Regions from separate parts of the Arabidopsis thaliana genome. Here region 1 is linked to region 2. The links are chromatin contacts, called in public capture Hi-C maps. All regions are on one chromosome and are shown on one strand. Each heading gives the region's core, a stretch centred on a gene start, on an enhancer-like site or on the middle of the called end of the contact. The rest is flanking DNA. Distances are from core to core; before and after follow the strand shown.

Region 1 (5,292 bases), core at 1,094-3,593, 110 kb before region 2:
AGTAATGATATATAAAAGAACAATAAATAAATAAAAGTATCGACCAAATTTCTGAGTGTGATGTACCTTATGATATTCTTCAGTAAGTTTCAAACATTGTGTGTTAGATGGATCCACATTGTAATAATTTCCGTTGCAGATTCTCTTCATTGGCTGCAACAAAAGAGTTTTGAACAATTATTATTATTCTTTGAAAAAAAAAAAAAAAATTATTATTATTATTTTTGATGAAAGTTTCGAACAGTATTATTTCGTTTGAGGCTTCGAAATGGCAAGTTTCAATCATGTTATTATAGGATACAATATAAGCAAAACTCAGAGCAAGACTCGCGAGACATTTGCTACCATATAAGTAAAACTCAGAGCAAGACTCTCGAGACATTTCCTACCAAATTCCTACCAATATTTATTTCCTATGGAACATTTACTACCAATATTTTTCGTAGGAAAATTGTAGAAATAACCTGTTTCTTACCATTTTCCGACGTTTTTGGCTATAAGAAATCAATGTTTTTCTTGTAGTATATCGATTCGTCAAATATTTAAACTCTCTAGTGACAATATAAGCATGCCTTATTTCATACCTCATAGATTTCGTCGGAGATTAATCCCATACCATAAGCATATGGAATGCGGAAGTTTTGTTCAAAGTCCATATATGTTACAGGGTTTCCAAGCATATAACCCTGTTTTTGTTTTGGTAAGAAAATATATTTTACTATCAATATTTATTGTTCGAAAAATTATGTATGATACAAGAAGTAAATCAAAGATCAATGACCTGTAGATTTATAGGAGGTTCGCAACATATATAATTTCCTGCACCGTTGTCGATATTGTTTAAAAGTAACAAAATGGATTAAATGATATTCGAAGAAAAGTGGACTTTAATTGACTGATATGATAAAACCATACCTTGTGAGATTTCTTGAACGAGGGCCGGGACAATCATACCGGAATAAGAATCTCCAACTACATATAAAGGGTTGGAGAAATATTGTGGATGCCTGCTTAGCCACTACAAAAAAAAAACAAAAAAAATGCAGTCGAGATGTGGATGTTATAATCAATGAGACAATCGTATACGCAGAATTTTTAAAAAACACCTCAACCGCTTGGTTCAAATAAAAAATTAGAATGTGTTAAGCTTGGAACACTTGGACATTAAATAAGATGATAACTTTACACCAAGAGAATTCCAACATTCACAAGAAATTCAATGCAAATAGAGAAAAATGCTTTTAAGACACGTTTTCAAGTTTCTCTTATTACCTTTTGAAGAAACTCATGGGTCCTCTTTACTTCACTTATGTCACCAGTTTTATCAATTGGAGTTTTTGAGTAGGAGAAGCCAGATCCTACTGGCTGATCCAAGAATATAATGTTTGCCATCTGAGAAATTGACACAAATTTGTTTTTTTTTTTCTTTCTTATTTTTGCTTTTTTAATTGACACAAAATTTCAAGGATGAAGAATGTATCATTTGGTTTGTGATAGACAGATGAACATACTATTGGCTACCTTTGTCCATGAATATGTAGTAGAGAACAAAGAAGGAGCACTTCCGTTGAACACCTCAAACTTCAAACCCACCGGTCCTAAATTTTTGTTTTTTTACCAATTTAAATAACTCGGTGAAAGTAGTGCTTAGCGAAAGAAGAAAAAATAAATAAATAAATACATATATAGATATATATATATTATATATTAAAAATTTATTATTATAAGATTTACCGTTCTCAAAAATAATACCACCAAGACAAGAACATCCAGGTCCTCCATTTAACCATATAAGAAGAGGATCTTCTTTTGGATTGTTTTCAGATTTGATGAAATAGTAGAAAAATTGCACATTCTCGTCCTCACCAATACCAATGTACCTTCATTAAGAAGAATGCTTGTTTACATACACAAATAAATGCATTGGTTAAAAAAAAAAAAAATTACAAACCCGGTTTCAAGTTCGAAAGGAAGAGGGCCTTCAAAACCAGGAAGAAACTTGACGATAGAGGCAGAATCAACATGATGATACAAGACAAGCAGAAGCAGAAACTTTATTTTCAAACTCATTATATTCTCTGTGTGTCTAAAGATTAGTCCATTTACGGATAGACATAGGATCTTTATAAAATAATGATAAGATGGGTACGTTGCTTTTGCAAAAATTTGATAATATCACCAAACACGGATAAGGTAGGGACGTTGCTTTTAATGCTCTTGATTTTGTTCATAATCCTTTACACTTGGGTGGTCCAGGCCCAAGCAAAAATTATTAATATGGTATGTAATTAAAATCAAACACCCTCACAAATAATAAACTTACTAATTTGTTCTGTTTTATATAAAAAAAAAATAGTAAGATTGTGTAAAGAGAAATACATTAAAATCGCATTAAAACAAGTTTTTTGTGTGTGTTCTTGGTCTTTGGTGATGGGCTGTGAGGGAAGAAAAATGCAATAATGACATGAAGCATGGTGTCTATCTGCACACGTATATGTTTGACATTATCTTCTCCTTTTTTTTTTTTAAACTAACTTTTGTGTCCTTGATGCAATAGTGAAATGAAGCATTCTTGCTATCTTCTACAGAGGCCATGCCAAATTTTATATGTGACTAGAGTTGTTGTTTCTGGATAACTTTTTCTACATTATGCTTGTTTATTTAAATAGAGATTACTTATCTTGGTTGTCTAGATCTGAGTATGTGGAAAAGATGATAGCTGCAATTGATGCATGGTCTCAAGATCAAAGGAAAATATGTTGTGTTGTGTTGTGTTCTGTTGTGTTGTCACTGCATTGTTTGAAATGTTACAAGTGTATCGTCCCAGTACTACCACCATTGAAATCATTCGCCTAAAATATATTGTCAACTTGTAGTTTATACCATTCTTGATACACTTGGCAAAAGGCCAAAAGCATTAAGCATGTGTCGCTTCCTCAAACAAAGGGTAGTGTAGAATTCTGAATCATGTACCTGGACGTTGTTTACGTGAAATCCTTAAAAGTGATACAAAATAGCCATGTCGATAACTGTATGCATATTTTTTTTTTGAGCTCTCTGTTACTTGTTACTTGTTAGGACGTAAAATTTGTAATAAAAAGTTTATTCTGAATTATGTACCTGGATGTTTGTGACATAATCTTGGCCATTTATAGTTTATGGTTGATGCGTTTTGCTGATCTAACTAGCATGGAAACTTTAGTTCCATCAGCACCATATCATGTTTTGTGTCATCAACCTATGTATAACTTGCTCACGAATTTTAAACCGAGAATAAAAAAAAAACAAAAAAAAAAACGGAATTACTTTTGTAAGAGTTTGGTAATAACAGCTTTACTAAAACCGGATTAACCAAACAGAACTGAAAATGATCATCCCTTAAAATACACATATCAATGTTGGTTGTATAAACTAAACTTCAGAGAACAAACAGACAAGCGATCAAATAATTAAACCAATTTTTAAAACGTATATAGGTTTTATTTCTGTTTGATTCAATTTGGTTTTATTTCCCTGACGAAAATTTCGTCCACCCCTAATTATAGTTGTAGAGGGAACAAGCTAATCAGGTTTTAAAAAGTAGATCTAAACTCTAACCTAAAAAATAAGAGATTGGTAGCCATTAATGCTGTTATTTAGATGGTATGGTACGCTGCTTTAATTGTTGTGATTGTATGGCAAATTCCGGGAAGAGATATTGTCCATATTCTAAATGCAGGCAGACAAAAACAAAAATTAACAGTAATTAATATCGTTGTGTAGGCCCTTCTCATATTCTTGTTTGTGTGGAGCAACCATTTCGAAGTGGTTTTGTCAATCAGTATCATATATGTTGCTTTCTGTATGGGTACGAATGGTTGCCTAAAATTGAATGGAATAAAAATCATTTAGGATTGAATATCATTCAATATCATTCAAATTGTAGTGAACAAGTTGAACAACTTTTCTTTATAACTTGCTATTTTTTCAATTTTTAAGTTGAATAATGTTTTTCAACTTTTTCATCTCAAATGATAAAAGACTAGTTGAATATTGTTTCAATTCTTTCAGCTTCTTTATTTGAGACAACCATTTGCACTATATATGTCACTAGACTTATCCATAAATTCAAAATCATATTATATTAGTGATGATAAGGTACGGGAGTTGCGTTTGTCGCTAAAACTTCGGGAATAGTCCACCAACACCATGAATAATGATAAGGTACGGAAGTTGCAAATCACCACATATTTATCTGATTATCTTAATTTGTAACGAAAATGTTCTCCTCAACATTAAGAAAATTTTGTCACAACCTTAACCATCTAGCCAGTCCTATCTTTAAAATTTAAAACCCAAAAAATAAAATAAAATATTTGTCCTTCTCAATTAAAATGTAATCGAAGATCGAGGTGGTGTTTGAACTGCGAACTAGTACGTTTAAAAGGAGAAGGGGAGACATGAAGAAAAACGTATGGTTACAGCCAGAAAGAATACTTATGTTTTTTGGGTGTAATGTTTAGTCAGAAAAATACTCAACAAAAAAAATTTGTCATGTCTAAAGAGATCTCTTTTGTACTCTCATTTTTCAGTTCGTTAATACAAATCCAAATCGTCGATTACTTCAATCCTAAAATCATTAGGCTCATACGATGAGAATCTAGACCATATCCCTAGATCTTATAACAAAATTTAAAGTGCAGATCTTGCATTCACATATTGACGTCGTGTGATTTTTCTCGTCATACAACATAAACTTACATATACCTTTTTCACGAGTTATACAATGAATTTTGTTTGAATAAAACGATAAGAAAACCAAAATTACATTTACCCGTTTTAAAAGAATTGATTTTGTCACTTATATCGCCAAATCACATTTATTTTTTGGTCAACTATTTTGAAACAAATTATACATTTAAACGTGTTTGGACTGCAGCAATTTCAGAATAGGTGATCTTCCAAAAAATAATTGTCAAAACCGTGTGAAAACATATAAAAATATCATACGATAATTTATAGAATTGGTAAACAAGTCTTTACAACCTTCTGAACATGGCGTATATACGGTCGGATAGGGTTGGATCTCACATGTCCGAGAGAATTGTGGGTGTTACTGGTAAGATCGGTCTGGGAGATTTACATTGGTTTACAAAAACCAGATTAACCAAACAGAATATGAAAATACCAACCCCTAAAATCACCATCGGTATGTATGAGTGAACAGTCCGTCGTACAAATTAAAATTTTGAATTCAAGCAGGCAAGGGATTCAGTAGTCTACATCAAAACAAAAAATCACGTGTAGCGGTAG
Region 2 (4,784 bases), core at 968-3,467:
TTTACATCGCAGGAAATATATATCCAACAACTGCGAAAAAAATTCCGTCCCAAATGAAACTGGAGAGAAATAATTACTAAACATTTGATGATATGCATCTTAAAGCACACTTAACAACACAAGAACAAGGATCTTTAAATGACTTAAGAATCTCCATACAACAAACTTAACAACTAAAAAACCACTTTCATGGAAAAACTGATTTTGGATTCTTCGATCGGAGAAATCGATGATGAATGTGTATATGTATGTAACGTGAAACCAATTAAGTGAGCTTTGATAAGCCAAAACTCAAGTTCTTCACAACATCCTCGATTTTCATATCAAAATTGTTATTCTTCTGCAAAGAATAAACTATATCATTAGAATTTTCGAATACTAGAATATTTAAGTCCAAAGTCATACTAATTCTGAAACATGTACATTATCTATAGAATTGATTTATGTTGTCACACGATATATATATTTATGTTGAATACTAGAATAAAGTTATGTTGTAGCTTATATGAGAAAATATATAGTTACCTGAGCGATAATAGAGATGTCAAAAGTGGGTCCAAAGGGCAAGACATTGCTGTTGGTGATAGACAAACCAAGCTTTTCAATCTCCCCCATAATCTTGATCACATTACCCTTTTGCTTCTCGCATAGGATCTTAATAAGAACATCTTTTCCTGAAACCCTAACTTCTATTTCTGGAAGATTTGAGCTCGAGCTATTGCGATTTCCATCTGAGGAAGATGATGATGATGGTTGATGATTTTCATCTAAAACCAGACTAGACTTCTTTACAAGAACCACTGATTCCATTGTCTTTTCCTTCTTTTGTTCCTCATACTCTTTCACACTCTCTTGGAGGTACTTTATATGCTTTATTGCATCTCCCAACACAGAAGCCTTGTCCATCTATAATGACATAGATGCATATTTCAATATATAGCATGTAAATATATTTATATTTAATCGAAATGAAAAACCTTCAAGCCGGAACTGCAAATGATTTGTAAAAAAGTAATAATTCTTATATATAGAGGATTTGTTTTAGTATATTTCGAGTTTCACAAAGTCGGTCCTGGTCAAATAATTTAGTCTCATAACCGGGAGATCTGAAGTCAAAACTTTCATTGTGGGTATAAGAAAAGAGTGAATACTGTCCATGAAAATTGGTTTCTTGCCTAGCAAAATAGAATTATTTAAGAAAAGACTACACTATCATTTGGTTGGTATGCGCCTCTTTATTAAACAAGAAGAAGAAGAGAAGATTTATTTTTACATATGTGTACCTTCTTTAGGCCAGGAATTAGCGCGGAAAGAGCTACAAATCTTTGAGTAAGCTTCTCTCTCCGTTTTCTCTCTGCCAGTATGTGATCTTGAGCATTTGATTGGCTTCGAGTCAAGGATTGAGCTCTCTTTGTCCCTCTTATTATCAGCTCGGCTTTCTTATGCTCTGGTAATCCAATTTCTTCGTCCTTGGGGCTAAATATTAAGTTTGGAGAGTTGTGATTCATAACATGTAAACCTGTCTTTTCAAAAGAAAGAATCCTAGAAGAGGGCTGGTGCTTTGGAGGAGGAGGATTAGAAGAAGAAAAAGGATGTAAGTTTGGTGATATGTGAGTGGTCTTGAGGATCTTTGAAGGTCTTTCTTCTACCAAACTTTTATTACAAGAAGCATCAAGGTTATAACAAGTGGTGGTATCATCAAGAGATGAGAGAGACTGTGGAACATCTCCGACGAGTGAGTTCATGTGGAATTGGTGGATGATACTATATTCTTCTATATCCTATACGAAAAGCAAATAATAAAGATTCGTGAAATTTGCCTAAGAAAAAGTAGGTTAAAAGAACATGAATATAGATTTTATATATATACAAAATCATATGAGGAAAGAGAGGCACACATAAATATGTATGTATGTGTGTATAGAAATATACCAATTCGGAGGACCATTTGGTAGAGAAAACGTTCATCGCTGTGGCCATGATCGCTAGCTTCTTAGTTAAAAAATCTGAAAATTGGTAATCATATGAGGAAACTATTAACCCAAGAAAATGAAATTATATAACATTAATATTTCTTGAATTCCAAAAGCTTTACAAGAATTTGAGAAATTTAAGCAGTCTAAGAAAGATGAAGTTGAAGTTTACCTTCTATAGAGAGATAGATAGAGAGAGAGAGAGGGAGATTTGGACTTGCTCATGTGCTAATGGCTAAACACGATTATATTTTTATACATATATACGACGACTCTGAATTTTATGTGCAGGCGTGAAAGGCAATCAAATACAAATAGATACTGGTTGATAATATTAATTAAAAATAATAATACATTAGATTGATTGATACTGATAATACTCTCAAAGATTTTGATGCCAATGTGTATCTATTACTAAATATGAATATTTAGGATCGAATAATGATAATTGTGCGAATTTTCTAAGAATTTAAATAATATATTTCTTGGAAATATTTGTCTTTCGAAAATCTCCTGGACAAATTTGTTTCTTAGAAATTCTTCTAATTTTATTTTTTCTGGAAATCCCTCAAAAGCATTGTTTCTCGAAAATCTCTTCAAAAACCGTCGGAAATATTAGTTTTTCGAAAAACTCTCGGAAATTTTCAAAGATATTTCGAAATACATGGATTTTTGACCACTTTAAGCTAATGACAATAATCCTTCGGAAATCCATCTGAAAGCACATTTCTGAAGATTTACCAACGAATTTGACCCTATGAAATAAGATTTTTATCTTGTAATGAAAATTGCTAGTTATAATTTATTTTTATTTTTTTATTTTTACTTCTATTAACAAGAAAAATTAGTTTAAAATATTTGATTTTATAAGACAAATAGACATATTATATATACACAAATAAACACATAATATATACAAACAAAACAAAACAGAAAGGGAGAGTCAGATCGTAAAAGAGTCTTCAGTGATGAAGGATCCTTAGAGGGCTTGAGGGGAGCTAGATTCCACCAAAGATACATACTGTATATAATTTGTAATTGTGTATGATTAATCAACTAGTTTTTATTTTATTTTGTTCACATCAATCAACTAGTTAAGAAATAATCTTTCTCCATTTTGATAAGATATTATTCCCTTGATCTTTGGTTTAATACTAATATTGATGTAGGGTTAAGAAAAGATTACGAAATCTTCATGAATACCTAATAATATCATCTTCTTAAATCTTCCCTATATATTGCCAACAAGAATGTATTCAAACAATTATATCTTGTTCATTTTAAACAACGGTCGCTAATCAGAAATAAACAAAGAATTTGCATTCATCCTCAATATATGGTGGGTTCAATCATTGTTCATATATATAGAAAAATGTATTTTCTTTCATTACTTTTTTTTCTCACTTGTTACTTGTTAGTATTGCGCCAACCCAAGATCTTCCCTTGATTTGTTTTTGTATTTGATATAGTATTGGACTATTGGTTATGACATGTTTCTGAGGTATCAACTATTGGTTATGACATTGTTACAACTTACAACTTGTCAATTTTAATGGGTAGGTAGAAAAGAAACCAAAATGTACAATCACTTTATCAAAATTACATTTCAGAAAGAAAGAAAAATTATGATCTATATAAACATATATATAAGACTTTCTAATATAATACATATTTAGAATGTGATTGGCTAGGGCTTATCTATAAATAACACACACACACATATGCACATAAATAATTAAGATTATTTCTTTTAGAAAAGAAAAGAAAACATATGAACTAATGAGTTACGTTTTCGTTGGAAAAATAGTTCTCGTCTATTCTATCACTAGATACATAGAAATCATCACTAGATTTTTCAGTATATCGCTCATTCTATTTTATTTTTTACCATACACTGGTAATATTAACACAGAAGCATGTTATTTCCAATGAGTTACACATATAAGAATATAATTGAAATATAGACCCCTTTAATTAGATATATATTTGCAAAATTTATACTCTTAAGAAAATAAAGTGCTTGCGAATAGTTATTGAGAGAGACACAGCTGACTCTTTTGAGGGTCTAGTGTCTTGTGCAACCATGGTAATCTAGGTTAAGAAAACTCATTAATTTATTTTATATATACGTACTCATAAAGTTTTGTTGGAAGTGTTGAAATAATCAGCCTTTCAAAATAAAAAGCACGTGAGTTAGTCTAATAATCTATTGGAGAAATGACAGGCAAGAGACAACTAATCTCTCGATCCCTCTATTACCTCACCCCAAAATATAAGCATCAAGCATCTTGAAATCATTTGTATAATATATACATGCAGTCATGCACATGATTAAGGTATAATAATTAGAACTTTTTCGTTGTTCAAGATCCAATTCTCTATGATGAAAAATAGTTTGATGGGATCCGCATATCCAGTGTAACGTGAGAAATTAACATGTGTTATTTATATCTATTGGTGCATAATTAATATTTTCTTATAAACGCTCACTAATAATTTTGTTGTAGGAGTAAATTTTGGAAGTCAAACACTAATTTGGTAACGAAAAAGAACAAAAAGAAGTAGACAAAGAAACTTTTATTATATAAGCTTCTGCAATTTGTTACGTTTTAAGGGAATATGATTAGTTTATTATCAGTATGCATGTCAGGATGTGTTGGTTAATGGATGTACGGTCAAGTGGCCCTATTATAATTACTGGATGTGCTTTGGATATGATTGTACTGTTTCCTCTTAACTCTCAGGTCTTGACCTAACAACGTCAAAAAAAGAAAAATTTAACAAAAAGAACAATGTCAAAAATAGTCTTAG

Evidence for each region. Capture Hi-C pulls out chosen DNA fragments and counts their contacts.
Region 1: a capture Hi-C map of root shows a contact between it and region 2, with 2.5 times the contacts expected there. The contact joins the promoter of SNG1 here to the promoter of AT2G22750 in region 2. A contact is called at or near these places in 3 of 26 Hi-C or Micro-C datasets (callus, root and seed embryo) and 2 of 3 other capture datasets (root and seedling).

Annotation. Positions count from the first base shown.
Region 1 is chr2:9,783,171-9,788,462 of TAIR10.1, reverse strand. SNG1 (sinapoylglucose 1) reads right to left here and starts at 2,343. Exons shown (of 14, transcript NM_179703.2): 1 at 1,952-2,343; 2 at 1,735-1,880; 3 at 1,522-1,598; 4 at 1,273-1,392; 5 at 916-1,018; 6 at 782-819; 7 at 585-686; 8 at 67-153. The coding sequence starts at 2,070. SCPL13 (serine carboxypeptidase-like 13) reads right to left here. Exons shown (of 14, transcript NM_127863.5): 14 at 5,153-5,292.
Region 2 is chr2:9,669,106-9,673,889 of TAIR10.1, reverse strand. It overlaps AT2G22750 (basic helix-loop-helix (bHLH) DNA-binding superfamily protein), which reads right to left and starts at 2,217. Exons shown (of 5, transcript NM_001335820.1): 1 at 2,146-2,217; 2 at 1,933-2,006; 3 at 1,284-1,781; 4 at 526-906; 5 at 1-340. The coding sequence starts at 1,980. The coding sequence ends at 266.